Linked DNA regions of Mus musculus: regions 1 and 3 are each linked to region 2. Evidence: chromatin contacts called from public HiCAR-type and promoter capture Hi-C data. All regions are on one chromosome and are shown on one strand. Each heading gives the region's core, a stretch centred on a gene start, on an enhancer-like site or on the middle of the called end of the contact. The rest is flanking DNA. Distances are from core to core; before and after follow the strand shown.

Evidence for each region. Promoter capture Hi-C pulls out the DNA fragments that hold promoters and counts their contacts. HiCAR-type assays count read pairs that join an accessible place to other places.
Region 1: a HiCAR-type map of astrocytes shows a contact between it and region 2, with 6 times the contacts expected there. The contact joins the enhancer-like site here to the promoter of Aqr in region 2. A contact is called at or near these places in 4 of 39 promoter capture datasets (the 3T3-L1 cell line, hippocampal neurons, liver and 1 more) and 2 of 115 datasets of contacts at active chromatin or transcription factors (astrocytes and embryonic stem cells).
Region 3: a contact with region 2 is called in a promoter capture Hi-C map of liver, with 11 times the contacts expected there. The contact joins the promoter of Spred1 here to the promoter of Aqr in region 2. A contact is called at or near these places in 8 of 39 promoter capture datasets (the 3T3-L1 cell line, the HPC-7 cell line, embryonic stem cells and 5 more), 1 of 484 Hi-C or Micro-C datasets (pre-B cells) and 3 of 115 datasets of contacts at active chromatin or transcription factors (astrocytes, embryonic forebrain and embryonic stem cells).

Annotation. Positions count from the first base shown.
Region 1 is chr2:116,974,213-116,977,962 of GRCm38.p6, forward strand. No RefSeq gene overlaps it. Among named protein-coding and RNA genes, the nearest start is that of Gm46758, 59 kb to the left of the region's middle. Within about 2 kb of position 1,684, at least 300 of the 459 cell types and tissues checked have an H3K27ac peak or open chromatin away from gene starts, as enhancers often do. A contact at or near this core is called in astrocytes, embryonic stem cells, hippocampal neurons and 2 more, where this site is marked.
Region 2 is chr2:114,173,687-114,177,209 of GRCm38.p6, forward strand. Aqr (aquarius) reads right to left here and starts at 1,653. Exons shown (of 35, transcript NM_009702.3): 1 at 1,406-1,653. The coding sequence starts at 1,480.
Region 3 is chr2:117,119,646-117,123,486 of GRCm38.p6, forward strand. It overlaps Spred1 (sprouty protein with EVH-1 domain 1, related sequence), which reads left to right and starts at 1,426. Exons shown (of 7, transcript NM_033524.3): 1 at 1,426-2,111. The coding sequence starts at 2,080.

The sequences.
Region 1 (3,750 bases), core at 434-2,933, 2.8 Mb after region 2:
GCATGCTTAAAGAGTGAATGATGGACGGGGTACACTCCTCACTGACGTAAAACATGATTCATGTTAGCCAGAACCAACCAACCCCAAACTTGGAAAGAATGAGTCCCCCACCTGAGTGCCTGCTCTCCTCTGGGTCATTTCAGGAAACATTTGAGGCATGTTTGTGCTCTCAAAAATGTTCCCGAACCTTCCCTTCAAACTTCTCAACGTCTTCCTTGCCCAGGAACCACCTTGTGCTCACTACTTCTACTTCTCGTTTGGAATTATACAAAACAAACAAAACAGAGGATCGGACTTCATTCGCTCCTTCATTGAATGTATTTGCCTAGCATAAGTATTGTTAAGGACCTGCTCTGAACACAGAACCTTTCCCATACTTCTAAACAAAACAAAACAAACAAACAACCCCCCCCCCCCCAAAGAGATCATGATGCTCAAGGCAGCACACGCCTGAACTCCAGCACTTGGGAGGTAGAGGCAGGCCGATCCGGAATATACCACCATTCTTGGCCACAGAGGGAAATTCAAGAACCAAGTCTCAGAAACACAACAAACAAAGCAAAGCTACAACAAAAGAATCCTGTTCTCTAGGAAGCACCTGCTGGGGAAGAGACAGACTTAACTCCTAGAGGAAAGAAAGCACTATAAAATCAACTAGAGAACTCAATGAAATCTTTTTATATGGGTGTTACTGGGCCTTCAGTTCACACACTTGCCCCATGGGTATATATATAAGGTGCCCACCTCCAATTTAGAAGGAATTCCATCCTTCTTCACGGAATCAGTTCCTGAGCCTTAAGATTTTCCCCGGTAACAAATGAGAACCGCTGTACCCAGAGCGGCTTTGTGAGTTGCCCAGTCACCCACTTTTCTCCAGGGGGGAAGGAAGAAACTCAAGAGTCTCAAAATAGCCCGGTCCTAGTCCTTCAACAAGTGCAGGTTACATCACTTTACAGGGCTGGTTGTGACATCACTTCTAGACCTGAACGCGGCCCACCCCACCACTGAGAAAATGGAAAATGCTGAGCCGCAGCCTCAGGACTTTTTCATCTAGAGGCAATTTCTGTCTGCCTAAACCTGACTGCAGGGCAGGTGGGTGCAGAGCCCAGCAAAGAAGCCTTTGAAAGCAGGAACCCAGGCTCTGCAGGTCAGCTTGGAGCAAGTCCAAACTGGGTTCTAGCCCGCACACACCCCCGCCCCCTGGTGACAAGCAATCTGTTTATGGGGACACTTTTGTGAGGTTACAGAATCTCTGCAAGAGAGGGAGCGGGTTCTGGCCTGGTTTCTAGGTAACCCGCCACACCAAGGTGCACAAACACGATCGGACAGAGAAGAGGGGTAAAAAGAGAAGCTGGACGGCCAGGGCCCCCTCCCGGGCCGCCGTGAAACGCGCTTTAATTGCTTCAAAGAGCCCTTCTCAATGGGGTTTCAGAGGCGCGGGAGCGGGTCCCCAGCGAGGGCTCCTTTCCGGCTGGCCAGCATTCCTGGGCGCTGCGAGGGGAGAGCCCGCGGCTCATTTCCATGCCTGTCGCATACTGCCTCCGTTGTGCCGGGCCGGGCCGCGAGGGGAGCGCGGCTGGCAGCGAACAAAGCCCCATTCATCCCCGGGGACGGCTTCCTCCCGGACCAGCCGCGGCCGCAGATGGGCTGGCTCGGGCACGCCATCCATCTCCAGGCCGGGGAGCGCGGCCCCGCCCGCGCACAGAGCGGTGATGCAGGGCGCCCCCGGGCTGCCGGACCCAGGCCTCCACGGAGGGGGAGAGGCTGTGCGGGGACAGGCGAACACTGAGGCTTTTCAGTCGGGAAATCCCGTGTCCTCGCCGGCTCCTTGAGAGCGAGGATGTCAGTTTCCACCGCCCTCTTCCCCACTCCGGCCCCCCGGGATGGTACGGTCCGTCTTCCCTGGTTGTGAAGGGACTTTGTTTCTCCTCTGTGGCCTCTGCAGTCCCCACGAAAGGGTCACTTCCTGACTTTTGTGTCTCTTCAATTCAGTGCCTTCAAAGTTCCTCCCCTCTGGTTGTGACTAAGTACATAATTGCGAGGCTTATCCATAAGGTTTTCCAGAATTCAAACATCCCTCCAGGTTAGTCTGGGACTGTAGCTTTGCAATAAACATCTTTTGTGTGTGTGTGTGTGTGTGTGTGTGTGTGTGTGGTTTTTTTTTTTTTTTTTTTTTGTCTTGTTTTGTTTCCTTTCCCTCTCCCCTGCTGGCCTGCGGGGAAACGCACTTGTTCCACAACTGTTTGCAGACTCCATGCGCTTTTCCTTTGGTCCCACGTGTTAGACCCCCCCACCAAAGAAAGCTACAGAACTCTAACGTCAAACAGAAGTGAGGCTAGGTCACTTTTCCTTCACTCTGAGGAAGCCCCTCCAGGCTGAGTTTCACAGCCCAAGACAGAAACAGGCTCCAGACACATTCCTCCCGGGCGGATGCAACAGGGCATGGCAGGATCAAACAGCCACCAGACACTGGAGAGACTGGCTCCAATCTATCCATCTTCCAGATAAGAAACGATAAGATCTGAGAGGGGAAAGGATTTGTTCACCTCAGGCGGAAGCTGGTTCATCTCAGTAAAAGACAAAAACAAAACAAAACAAAACTCAAAAAACACAACAATTAAAAAAAAAAACCTTCAAGAAAAATTATTATTCACCAAGTCAATTTGCTTTTCTGCTTATACTAAAAGAGAGCTCTCCTCCAGTGCAAGGGAATTGCTCCTATGTTTCTTTTACTTCCTGCATTTTGAACACCACTGGCCTCTCTCCAAAACAGACCTCTTTCCTCTCGAGGGGAATGAAAACCTTCAAAATGTTCACAAGCAGATAGAGTGACTCTGCACTCGTTATTTCTGAAGGTATGGGGGTGGGGAGAGAAAATTCCAAGTGCTTTACACAGGGCCTCCCTAATTCCTCACAGTAGGCTCTGAACTGGATTCTATAGCTTCCTCCCTTTCACTGAAAAAAAAGGAAACAAAGCTGAGAGAGACTGAGATTAACATTTTCACATTTTCAGGGTCACACATAGGTTAAATGGCCAAAACTGACTCTGAGCTCTTCCAGGCAGAGACGTTGTTTACACAGCCACAGGGCAACAAACCCGGGTACCGGGAGGCTCTGGGCGGATACCAGGTTGCCGGTGAGAGAACACCTCATCCTACCCAGAGGGGTGAGCTGACAGAGGACTTGATTTACCCGGGAATGCTTCTTCCGGAATGCAAAGTGCTAAATTAATTACCACTCCCTAGGCTGCCTTAGCATTTTCTCTTCCAAGGAATGCTCTGGAAATAATAGTTCCTTGGTTTTCTGTCAGGGAAACCTTGAGTTCAAAGTTCAGGCCTACCATTTCCAAGATGGGAGAGGTTTGAAAAGTTATTTGACTCCTCATCTATTAATCAGAGGAAATAAAAGCCATTTTTGTTCTTGTGAGGATTTAAATGAGCCAGCCCATGTAAATGCTTACCTCCACGTTTTCTTCATTATCATTTATATCAAGTCAGGTAGACAGCATTAAGCTTAATTTAAAGCAAGATTTTCTTTATAACAAAGAGTTACTGCTCACCCATATATATATATATATATATATATATATATATATATATATATGTATATATATATATCCTGTATTCTCTGGAAACTCTACATGGTGTCTCTTCATTCATCCCACAGTGGTTGCCTCAAATGTCGCCAGTCATCATGGCAGAAGGGACAAGAGAACACTGGAAAGTAATTAGAGCAGTAATGAGTGGTCAG
Region 2 (3,523 bases), core at 403-2,902:
GACAGAAAGATGAACGGACAAATGAAACCACGTCTGAAGTGTTCTTCTTCCAAGAAGCTTCTGCAACACTAACGGACAACTAACGCTTCCATCTTTCAGGTTGTAAACAGTTTCAATATATTCTTCTATTTCTGTATTATAAACATTTCACTGATTATTCATCCTCATTGAAGTGAAACAGAGAAGATGGTACCTGTGTGTTCTTTTCATTTACAGCTCAATATCTTACAATCAGCAGACTTTATAAGAGACCTTCTACAATGTGAAAACTTTCTTGTGAACCCTATGCTGGCCTCAAAACAGACAAGGCTAGCCTTGAACTCCATTCCCCACTGTCTTCACATCTCACATGCTGGGAATGAAAGACAGGCACCATCTCTCCTCCGCACTTTCCCTCTCGGTTCATGTGTTCCTGTCATTCTAGCTCTTTCTTTACATTCAAACTTTAAGGTATCAGCACTTGCCTGGACTGTTTTTGTGTTCTTTCTCAAACTGTGTACTTATCTGCATTTAGCTTTAATGCGGTTAAGAAGTCGGGATAGCCTCTCTAATATTGTATAAAAGGATGAAAATAAAGAAAACCAAGTTAACAGGATCCACTTTTTAGTTACCATGGCATATTCAAGTAACCGCAGCTATAGCCATAAAAGCATAAAATTAGGGGGGAAAGGAGGGAGAGACAGACAGACAGGTACAGAGAGAAAGGAAGGGAGGAAAGAAGAAAGGAAGGGCACTTTGGGTAAAAGCATAGGCCAGATCACAGCACTTTCAAAGATTCCAGTCATTATCCCAGGGACAATCAGAATTGTTTACGGGACACTGTAGGAAGACAAGTAATGTGAGCAGGTTTGCACCAGTGAGCACTCTGGAGCAATCTGAAGAACAGGCTGCAGGAGGGCAAGAGGAAATATGACAGATCAACAAGTCTTAGTGGGGAAGGCATCTTTGGGCGAGAGAGGTCCAGAAATACAGACAAACACTGTGTAGACATGCTGGGGCTAAGCGAATGGAAACAGTTTCTAGGCTTCTGCCCTGACAAATCTGCGGAGCCAGAAGAGGCGCGGGAGGGCTTAAATTTTCCCGCACTTACACTCTCAATAATTTCCTAAGAATTAACAAGGATGTGAAAGGCTACAGGCCCGGAATTGGCTCTGTTGTCTCCTAAATGAAAGGTTATAATGACAATTAACTGCCATAGAGCGATCTACTTGTAGACAGAGTCTTGTCAGAGTAATACAATTCAGAAGCACGCTTTGTGGTCTAACGAGGAGCGGCCTCTTTCACTGCAGCTTTTCCAATGTTTAACTAGCAACTTGCACGTACACAAGATATCAAAATCAATCCCAATCCCGGGCTTTAGGTCCTCGGCATCCCTCCTTACACAAGCGGGCACGCCGGGGCTCACCTGAGTGACGAACTCCGCGTTGATCTGGGACACCGTGGGGGCCACGATTTTCTTGGGCTGCGCAGGAGCCGCCATCGCAGCGATCGCCACTGAAGCTGACCAGAGGCTCGTAGCGGCGACTCTCGAAAGCTTTCAAGCAGCGGCGGCGACCCAGCCCCGAGGTGCCAGAGCGCCCGGCACAGACACGCTGGGCTCCCACGGTTCCTCCCGGAACCTGAGAAGTCCCGGCGTTCCCCGGAAGCAGAACTAGTGGGCCCGGAAGTCAAGGCAAGAGTTAAGCTTGAGCTAGAAAGTAGGCTGCCTTTACCTGTCTCTTTATTGCCCCCTAGTGGAAGGAAGAAAGATAACATACAGCGTGTAGGATTGGGTCATAGGGAGAGAGGGGGCTGAAAGATGTGTTGAATGTGATTAATAAAGGTGGGAGTTGAAAGAATAGGATGTCGACTTTATTTGAACGCTAAAGAAAAATATAGTAAAAAGCAAAACCCATACTCTTAGAATTTGAGGCACCGTGTGACTTCAAAAACTGCCTGGAAGTACTGATTGCCATACAATAAACATAAACCAAGTGTAAAACTTAATACACTTTGAAATAGTTGTCTATCTATTATTGTATCACCAGAATCATGGCAATGAGATTACCCAAAGCCATTAAAAGTTACTATGTGTCCTTCTGCCTTCAACCTATCACCCCTTTTTCTCACACAGTCTTCTACTATCATGGATCCTCTGGGTCACTGTTAACTACAGAATTTTATATAAACTTTATGCAAATTTGCAGAGGAATAAAAGAGAGATTGATCAGCGGTTAAGAGCACCAGGTGCTCTTCCAGATGACCTGGGTTCAATTCCCAGAAGCCACATGGCAGCTCTCAATTGTTTGTAACTCCAGGTCCAGAGGCTCTGACACCCTCACACAGACATACATGCACGCAAAACACCAATTCACATGAAATAAAAGTAAAAATAAAATTTAAAAAGAAACTATTTTACATACATTTTAGAATATGTTCTTTTTTGGTCACTCAAAATTATTTTGAGATGCATCTGTGTTGTTCATATCAGTCACTGATTCAGTTGTATTGCTAAATAATAGCCAACTTTTCAGACATACTACAATCCATAAATTTAGTAATATGTTGATATGCGTTTAGATTGTTTCTAGTTGCTGACTACTACAAGAAAGTCCTCTACAGGCGATTCTAAGTCATTATGTAGACATACATTTCCTCTGAAGCAACACATTCAATGGTGTATGTTTGCCATTTTAAGAAATGTCTGTCTTTCCAAAGCAGTTGTGCCTTGCTAACATTTGAGACTTGTGTTGTCTTCTTTCCCTTACCGACTTTTAATATGGATAGTTTTTAAAGTTGTTTTAGGCATACTACGTATGTGGTACATCACAGTATAGGTGTAATTCATGTTCCTCCAATGGTCCATGATGCTGAACTCACAACTTCTTGTGAGTTTTATGCTTTTATCCTCACTAGGGAAATAACTGTTTAAAACTTTAGCCTGGTTCTTATTTGGTCACTTATTTTATAATTCTTGGGTTAGCACACCCATCCCATTTACAAACTCATACATAGGTTGAACAGTTATCTCTAGTAAGTCCTCTCTAGAGGAATATAGGCAGTAGACTGGTACACCATTCTCTCTCTCTTAATTTGTGATATATACCCATCTGCCCAAAATGAGGACTGTGAAAGAAAATAGCTGTAGGTCTGGCCATCAAGTATATACATGTTGTAGCTTTCGTCCCTCCATCTTTTATGGTTTGTAGACATATAGATAAAAATTTGCTCGATTACAATTTTAAATGTAAAGCATTCTGAATATATAACTACCACTGACATGTTATTGCCAACTATGGCATCTATAAAACAGTAGGGCAGGCTTTCAAATGACTTTGATGATGACTCTTAAGATGCTGAAATCGTTATTTTTATACTTCACCATAACTACCCATCAGGCCTTGAATGCAGGTCATGGTGGAAGGACATTAGGAATTAGGAATGAGACTTGAGTTCCCGAGTCCTTAAATCTTCAGGGAAGACCTTGTAAAGACAGTGTGGAAACAGCGGTTGGGGATTATTTTGGGATGATACCTTTTGAGTG
Region 3 (3,841 bases), core at 176-2,675, 2.9 Mb after region 2:
TTGGCTGAAGAGTGACGGTTTCCTTAGGAGGCCCGCTGGACTTCTTCCCTTGGAATTGTTCTATCTCTCAAGGTGGCTGGAACAGGAAGCTTCCTTCCCCGGGGGTTAAGTAAACTTGAGAACAAAGTGAAAAGCCTATCGCAAAACCGCCTAGGGAGACGCCACAGGAACTTAGGAGCGCTAGGGAGTCAGTCCCCCAGGCCATCTTGTGTATAAGCTGACTTCTTAGAGACAAGATAATAGAATTTATAGAGCTAGGAGTTCCTAGCCCTCCGGTCACAAAGATCCCAGGCTCCAGCCCTCAACCTTAGAAGGTTCTTGTGCAAAAAAGATCTTTTGGGATGATTGCATACATTGTCCTCTGACAATGCAAACGTGACAGCTGCCTATCCAACAACCGTTCCGCCTCTGTTCGCCAAAGTTCGTGCCACACAGGCTTCTCCTGCGCTATAGTTATGCAACCTCGCTCGCAGCGGGAGTTATTTCCTGTGCTGCTGGATGCGCCAGATTCATGTAACCCGCCTACCCCGGGCTTCAATGGAAGCCGTTCTCCATTAACAAGCACTCGTGCTTCCAGAGATGAATGCCCAGCATTGCATGCTGTTTGCGCAGTGAGGATCGCGCTGCGAGGTATTGAAACCAACTCTTTCTACACACACACACACACACACACACACACACACACACACACACACACACACACACACACATCACACGCACACAACTACCCTTGTGCAAGAAGCAAGGGAACTGCAGCAATGCAACTAGAGGGACAGCAGGAGGAGCTCGCTTTGCAGTCCTGGCCTGTAACCCCCACTAAGAGATGAACTCATGCCAGTTCCATTCTTTGCAAGAAAAACACAACACACGCGCGCGCGTGCACGCGCACTGAGCAGTACGGAGTGGCCTCCCGATTTCTTCCCCGAGCACACGGTGTGCTGCCCGCTTGTCCCGGCAACCCGGATATCCCAGGCCGAGTAACGGGGACTTGAGCGTCGCAACAATGCCAGTCCCGGAGCAGCTCGGCTCACAGCTCCCACCCCCGCCCCCTTTCCTCGGCGTGCCAAGAGTTTGGAGCGCGCGCACGCACACGCGCGCGATGCAGTGCAGCGACATATCCCTCCGCCACCCTCCTCGCCCCGCTCCCGCTGCCCGACGATTTGGGAAGCGAGGGGAGGAGGGAACTACTTTCCTGAAACTTGTTATGCTGCCCACGATCCAGAGCTGCAGTGATTCGACTGCGGGCCGCGGCTTTTAGGTTTCCCCCCGACCCCTCAGAGGCCCCGCGCCTCCGGCTTGCAGCCGCGCCCCACGTCCGCCCAGCCGCACCCGCGCGAGCCCCGGCGGCCCAGAAGTCGCGAGGGACTACTTCGCCTGCCTCTCCCGCGGGCGCCCCCGGTTCGAGCGGCGGAAGGAGCGGGCGGCGTGAGCGCTTCCGCCGCCCCCCTCGCGGCTCCCCTCTCGCGGGCGTGAGGAGCGGGCCGCCGAGCAGCGCTGATCTCGGCCCTCGTCGCCGCCGCTCGGCACTGTGCCCTCGGGCTCCGACGCTCGCCTCGCGCCCTGCCTGCGGCCCCTCAGCTGGAGCGCGTCCGAGGCAGCCCCTGAGGGCCGACCAGGCGCGCCGCGCGGGCAGCCGGCGGCCAGGCGGGAGATGGTGCGCGGCACCTCGGCGGGACCGCGCCGCCTCCCGCAGCCAGCGCTCGGCTGCCCCCCGCCGGCTCCCGCCGCCCGCCCGTCGCCGCGCCCCTGAGAGCAGCACCGCCTCAGCCACCGGCCGCGTCCCCCTCAGCGCCCGCAGTCGCCCGCGCCGTCTCGGCTTCGCACTCGACCTCGGCGCGGCAAACCGCTGGGGTCGCCACGGCCGCGCTTGCTGCCGCCGCCCCCCTGCGGGGGTGGCCGGGCTGCCCGGCTCGCGGGGCACCGCTCCGAGTGAGGCATCCACCATGGTGAGGCCCCCGAGCCGCTGCCCGCGCGCCCCGCCGGCCGTCGTCGCCCGCCGCCCCTCGGTGCCGCCGCTGCCGCTGCTTCCCTGCCTGCTGTTGCTCCTCCATCTCCTGATCGGATCACGGTGAGGGAAAGATGAGCGAGGAGACGGCGACTTCTGACAACGAGTAAGCGAGCCCTGGCCTGGTTGAGCCCGGGGGGCAGCCCCCTCCCCCCAGCCCGTCCCGCCCGGGAGGTGATAGATGCCCGATGTGTCGGGCCATTTTCTTTAATGGCAGCACCCCTTTTCATTCGTGCATTTTCGCCTCTCTGCTTGGGGAAGGGTATCGAGTGCAGTGCAGAGGCGGCGTAGCAGTCGGACGTCTCCGAGACAGAGTAATAATGTGGGTAGCTCAAAGTGGAGTAGAAACTACCCTTTGCCTGCCCTTCACTCCGGCGTCAAACCCGCCCCCCCTCCCCAAACACCTTGAACATCCAGCCACCCTGCCTCTACAGCTATTTCGCTCGGAAACTAATGTGTGGGAGCACCTCCAGCCGCAAACTGCTCTTGAATCCTAATTCGATGACTCAGTGACTCCTAAATACCGATTAAGCCTTCGCCCCCCGCCCCACTTTTTAAACTTATGACCTATACTATTCTAGTAAAAAGATAGGGTTAGGGAAACATTTTAAGAATTAAATAGGATTAAGGACACCTGGAGTGTGGGCGATGTTGAGCTATTGTGTTTTTTTATTATTATTTTTTTAACCTTCGAGAGTATTGAACCCGTCTTAATCAAGAACAGAGTAATTAAAAATTTTGAATGCTAGGGTTTGGCTTCCGTCTGTGATAAAGTACGGTTTACATTGCCGAACGCGTTGGTGACTTCATCAGAGCTTGATCCATAAGTTTTTGCTTTTTTGGACTGTCCTTAGGTTTTCCAAATGAATCACCGTGCCTTTTAAATATTTTGCTTTAATGTAGCAGCCTCTTGAAGGAATAATGGGGCTGTAAGAGTTTCCTGTTGAGAGTTAATTTGGGGCCGAATTTTGGTGTCTGTTTTTTCTGTAATTGAATTCAATTTTTGTTTGTATTTGGAGGGCTATGAAGAGTTAAATGAAGTCTAGTCCTTAGGATGCATTCCTTTAAATAAAGTGCATTCCTCAAGTCAGATCTTTTCGAGAAGGCTTTAAAGGCCCGTTTACCATAAAATAGCAGAAAAATGCCGAGCAACGCCCCCCCCCTTTGAAAAGCACGCATTGAGGAGCGGGTGTGGAAGGAGGTGGATTGCTGCAGTCAGTGCAGTCTAGAAGCAGAAGTGGCCGCCATGTTCTCTCTTTTTGTGAATCGCCCTCATTTGCATAGCACACTTCATTCATAAAAAAAATAATTAAACATCCATCACCTTGGACAACTTGAAAGGCTTTCCTAAGAAAACCACTCGAAGCTTGTTTGTCCTTGTGTAGATTTTTGGGTTCAGGAAGTGAGGAGAATTTGAAGTTTTAGATTAAAATTTGGAACATACGCGCACACACAAACAACTACCCCAGTTCTCAGAATGTTGACACAGTTATGTGGGAAATATCAGTTCGGGGAGGTGCTGGGATCACGTGATCGCCTCCATTCATAAAATACCTGGCTGTCCATTCACAGTGCAGTACACTGTCACTGCCTTCCGCAGACTAGATCTATTTTGAGCCAGATCAAGAACCCTGTCTCAATGCTGGGCTGAGAAAAACTGCGGAAATGCTGAAGGGAATGACGGGAACTTTTATTAGTATCTTGCAATAAAGCAGCTGGGATAAAAATCTTATGATCTATTTTAGAGATGGGGAAAGATGTCTTACCATTTTAATAGTTTAGAAAGTAGTATTGCCTTACTTCGGCCAAAGAACAAATGATGGGTGTAGATTAAAG